Regions from separate parts of the Triticum aestivum genome. Here region 2 is linked to region 1. The links are chromatin contacts, called in public Hi-C maps. All regions are on one chromosome and are shown on one strand. Each heading gives the region's core, a stretch centred on a gene start, on an enhancer-like site or on the middle of the called end of the contact. The rest is flanking DNA. Distances are from core to core; before and after follow the strand shown. Region 1 holds the start of LOC101664699 (gibberellin 2-beta-dioxygenase 3). Region 2 holds the start of LOC123077763 (serine-rich adhesin for platelets).

What was found. Hi-C and Micro-C count contacts between places; a contact is called where the count stands out from the background.
Region 2: a Hi-C map of leaf shows a contact between it and region 1, with 4 times the contacts expected there. The contact joins the promoter of LOC123077763 here to the promoter of LOC101664699 in region 1. A contact is called at or near these places in 2 of 5 Hi-C or Micro-C datasets (both in leaf).

What each region holds. Positions count from the first base shown.
Region 1 is chr3D:114,889,576-114,892,275 of IWGSC CS RefSeq v2.1, reverse strand. It overlaps LOC101664699 (gibberellin 2-beta-dioxygenase 3), which reads right to left and starts at 1,268. Exons shown (of 3, transcript XM_044500087.1): 1 at 717-1,268. The coding sequence starts at 1,162.
Region 2 is chr3D:115,218,287-115,220,986 of IWGSC CS RefSeq v2.1, reverse strand. It overlaps LOC123077763 (serine-rich adhesin for platelets), which reads right to left and starts at 1,265. Exons shown (of 10, transcript XM_044500089.1): 1 at 1,029-1,265.

The sequences.
Region 1 (2,700 bases), core at 19-2,518:
ACTCTGATTAATGATGTCAAAAGGAGATGCGGATAGGGATGGGGCGCGGCAGTGTGGAGTGTAAACGGCAGCACGTCACCGGAGCGGCAGAAAGGCATCGTACGTACGTAGCTTGACGGGCGGCGCGTCGACACGGGTGCACGGCGACGCCGACACGTGCGAACGGAGCAGCACGGCAAGTAGAGAGTGATCGAAAACAACGGGCCGACCGTTACGTCGCCGCCGCACGTGAGTCAAACGTTAAAGATTCGCCGCCTCCGTACGTCGGCCGCGATAAATAGTGAAGCTCCACGCGGCCACGAAAGGCCAGTCTTATCCACGGAAATCCTCCATCTTGTATTTTCAAATTTGCTTTTCAGGAATTTCAGGAACTCTAAAACCATTCGACGATAAAAAAATCCTACAGCTTCGTGTTAATGTCATTGACGTTTCTTCAGACTTTGAGAGACATGGCTAAATTGACTGGTGTTGCTGGCTAAGATTCACTTTTGGTAGTACACTTTAGGAGTTCAGGTAATGCTCTCCAACTGACAGTGATTGGACTGTTCGAGCAGGCATTTTGAGCTGAGCAGATCACGAGAGGGCGGGAAGAAAAACGTGGCGTGGCATGTGTGCATGTGCATGTGTTTGTCAGCGGAGGGAGGGGGTGCCGGTGCAGACGCGGAGGGCGAATGTAAAATGTCCAGCGTGCATGGGTGGCGAGCGAACGAACTCACCGTAAGGGGCAGGGGGGCTCGGACAGCGACGCGACGGCGGCGCCTGCGCACGGCAATGTCCAGGACGCGAAGGAGGCGGCGGGCAGCGCGCCGGCGGGGGTGACGCCCAGCATGAGGTACTCGATCCACCCGAGGTCGCCGGAGACGCCGATGCGCTTGCTGTCGTACCCGAGCGGCCGGCCAGCGGCGGCCTCCTTCTCGGCCTGCGGCAGCGCGAAGAACTCCGCCGCGGCCGCCTCCGCGGCGCGCACGAGCTCCGGCGGCACCCCGTGGCCGGTCACCTTGAAGAAGCCCTGCTCCTCGCACGCGGACACCAGCGCGCGCGCCGCGGCCGCGCGGCCGGGCCCCGGGGCGGCGGACAGGTCGACCTCCCGCACGTGGGCCAGCGGCGGCTGGGCCGCCGGCAGCGCTATCTGCTCCAGCTCGCCCTTGGCAAGGACCACCATGGTCGGCTTTTTCTTCTTCCTTGTTCTCGAGGAAACAGAGGAGAAAGCAGGGCAAGAGAAGGCTTGATCGAGCAAGCGCGAGAGCTTTTCGAGTTGAGTGATACGAGCCGAGCTCGTTGCCCTCTATTTATAGGCGCACCGGCCCGCCGGAAGGTTGGTACAAGTACAGCCTCTGAATATTCCGCGCGCTCTGCCGTGCTGTGCACCTGTGACGCTATAGTGCGTTGATATGGGCCGTTAGATCGAGCGCCAATGGCATGGATCGGTGCTTGGCACCGCCATGGGTTGCCGTTTTGCTCATCGCGGCATTAGATCGTGGTATCCGTCGTGCCGGGTTAATCCCCACCGTTTGAGTACTTCTGTACGTAGGCGGAATGTGTGCTATCTACGTCAGTGATGACACTTACACTTCCAGAAAACTTAGCTCGGTCAGAGCCTTCAGAACGATGGCCAAGAGATCAAGGTCATTTTCAACCTCGGTCATCTTTTGACAATCAAAGGCCTTTCGCCAGTATTGCTTGCAAGTTAACTCCATGTGGACGACGTATACGGGTCTTTTTGCCAACATTGGGAAAATGCTCTTGTGTAGCCAGGCAAGATACCTACGGGCCTTAAAAACACTGGACATAATAGTACATGGACCAATAATTTCGTGAATTGCCGTGGCGTGGTGGTACAATGTACTCCGTAGAATAGAAAAGGATAGTTTTGCAGCACTTGCTTAGAGGACCACCAGGATAATAAGTCCGGGTTCATTTCCTTCTTCAGAAATAGAAATGGACTGCATGAACGGGGAGCCCCGCTGAGCTGTCCATGCTAAAAAAATCCTCGCCAGGTGCAAGAGATGGATGCAGATAATGTGTGATGTATGCCTATATTTATCACTTGCAAACCCAGAGTATATAGCAAAAAACTACCACATTACAGGCTTTCGTTTTGAAAAACTATTACTTTTTAAAAAATTTAAAAATCTACCACAAAAGTGGTGGGCTGTTCCAAAAAACCCTAGTTCCTGAAGCGTTAAGTTTTAATCACGTTTATGACAAAGGGGGTCCACTCGTCAGGTCACTGTTATATTGGACCGTTAGTTGACCGTTATGACATGTGGAGCCCACATGTCGGTCCTAAAAAATGCAAAACAGTCCATGTAAGTTTTGTAAAAAAGCAATTGGGTCCCTGTGCTCTTTCTCGCTCCCGTAACCCGTCGCCATGGCGGGAAGCTTCGAGCTGCTCCCCCATCGCCGCCGCTGCTTCCCGCCGCCGGCGCCGCTGCTCCCCGCCGCTTCTCCATGCCGCTATGTGCTGCTCATGGCTGCTGCTACCCGCCGCCGACGCTGCTCCCCGCCGCGACGGCTGCTGCTGCCTGCCGCCGCTGCCGCCGCTGCTTGCCCGCCGGCGCCGCCGCTCCCCGCCGCTTCTCCCTGCCGCTATGCTGCTCGCGGCTGCTGCTACCCGCCGCCACCGCTGCTCCCCCCCCCCCCCCCGCTGCCGCTGCCCGCCGCCGCCGCCGCTCCTCGCCGCCGTCGCTGCTCCCCGTG
Region 2 (2,700 bases), core at 16-2,515, 330 kb before region 1:
TTAAAAGAATTGTCAAGAGTGGCACACGGCACACACTCATGCTGTGATTTCTAAACTCCTGAGGCCCAAAATTAAGGTGAATCAAGCTACATAATCATCATACATCTTGAAACCAAGCATGCACCGCATGTGTTGGCAATGAGAATTCGACCAAGAGCTTGCAAATTACTTCACATTCCCTCTACGGTCCATCCGGTTTCCTGACTGCCGCATTACCGAGAAGCCTGCTGATAATCACATCAACAAGCTAATCTAACCACAACAAATTGTGGGTCCAAATGCAAATCCCACACTCCCCAAGGTGCATGCAGAAAAATCACACCTAAATCAGAATCTTAGAGTCTAATAGCCTCTTAACCACATAGTCAGGTTCGAAAATTAAAGGAGGGAGGACCCATCTAAACATGAGATTAAGCAAAGTCGCCATCATTCCGTACGAAAACCCTAGGGTCAAAGGGGATTGCACGGACTCATCATTGATTACACCCCTAAAACCCCAACACCAGGACGCTAAAACTGCAAGAGGTTGAAGAAAAATTTCTGGGAGAAATCAAACTACGGACACAGTAAATCCATGTAGGATTAACTTGACACCAGGTAAACCCGCAGCAGTTTTTCGACTAGAGGCGAGCCCCGACAGTACCCCCAAATGGTCAGACTGACAACCGCCCAAAACCGCCGATTAAAACATGCCACATTTCGTCGCGATCGGAAACCCGCCGCCGCCGCTCCAATCCAGCGCTGCTACCGGTCAACCTAAACAAAATCGCCGAAAAATCCCACAACATTCGGACCAAAACCTTCCCCAAACCCAAAGCCCTAGGAAATTCCCCATCGGACGCGCTTGGAAACACTAACCCCCGGCGCTCGGAAGCGACCAAATAGGCCGAAATAGAGCGCCAAATCAACCCGAAAACCCGGCGCCGAAAACCCCCACATTGCGACTGGCCCAAGCCCTAGCCAGACGAACTGAAGCATCGAGCGAGCGGGGGTCGCGATCGGAGATGGGGAGCGGCTGGAGCACTCACGGCGGGGATGATCGGAGACGCGGGGCCGCGTCGGTCGCAGGCCCTTCCTTCCCACCTTCGTCGTCTGCCGCTCTGTACCTTCGCCTCCCTCTGCTCCCCTCTCTGCTGCGCCTGAAAGACGAAGAGCTTTGGCTTGTTTTTTTCTCTGTGGGAAAGGGGGTGGGGGATGCTGCTGGGGAAGTCTGGAAGGGGACCGAGTCTTATTTTTTTCTCTCCCCCGTCCGTCCAGATAGCAGCGGAGTCCTTAATTAGTGAACGTAGGCCTACCCGAAGCGCAAGATACGCGCCGGGACGCGTCACGCCGACACGTGGGGCCGCCCCATACGCAGGGGCCAGTCACCGTCGCTCGCCACGTCCAACGTGGCTGACGCGGCCGGTCAGGGCTTTCTTGCTCCCTCATCCCTGACCCTGACGCGGCCGTACGCTTGGGCGATGCCCATTCCCATAACGCCATCGCCCCACATGGCCGGGCCCACGTGTCAGCCTGCGAGCCCCCATTGGTACGCACGCGTGGCCGCTCCCCCGCAGAGGTGCCTTGTCGTCTTTCCGGGGCGCGCTCGTATATCCACCGGGCGGAGGAGTAAACTTTCCGCACCGGCGCTTGGTAGTATACCCCGCTGGAAAAGCCTGCGCGAGGATATGCGTGGCCCACCCGTCGGGGAGGCGGCGGGGCGAGGGTGGTGGCCGGGAATTCTGGGATCGTTGGCCGCTTCATTGAAGGCTGTGGGATTCTTTCTTTTTTGTTTGTTTTGAGAATTGATGGCTGGGGGATACTGCGAAGCGTAGTGGGTGGGGAAAGTGACTATCGGGAAGACGAGTTCGTGGTGCGACCCGTGATACCGAATACCCCCTTGGACGTGGCCCCGCCCGCGGGCTGGGACCGGGGGACTGGGTTCGTGTGGGCCCATCTGCAGGGGGGCAGAGAAACTGGAGTACTTTGGGTGCCGGAGCACGGGACCGCACCCGAGATTCACCGGGCACTTCTTGGAGCCGCATGCGTTTGTTGGATGAGCCACCTGTGGCTGCTCCTGTTCTTCGTGTGGTTTGAATGCTTGATTGATTCTACAGCACTGTGCGTTCTCCGGTTCGAGTATGGGCGTAAATGAGCTCCGATGGTTGCAGTGTCGGGGTGGCGCTGTAGCGACCAGACCTCAAACAGTCTGTGCTGCTGTGCACCAGTGTCATCCCTATATCAGTAACGTTGACACGCACAGTACAAATGGAGGATTTATAACAGAGTATCAATCACACACTTATTACAACGAGTATCTCAAAAGAGAAATAAGTATGATAAATATGGCTTAAGGCCATCTAAATACGATAACAGCGGAAAACTTGGAAGATAAGTGAGTCCATCAACTCCAACGGCATCACTGAGTATAAGACCACGACCTAAGGCACCTTACGCGTCGTCTGAAAAGTCTGCAACATGAAACGTTGCAGCCCGAAACGGGTCAGCACATGGAATATGCTGGCAAAATAACACATAGAGAGTAATGAACAGAATGATGCTATCACTACATGCATATTTGGCTGGTGGAAGGCTCTATGGTTACTGTTTTGCAAAAAGCCAAATTTTCCGTACTGCAAAGGAATAAATTTTATTTAACTATCATGGTGGTTGTTAAACATTAAGAATGGTTGACAGCATTCTCAATCCCAATTAAATATC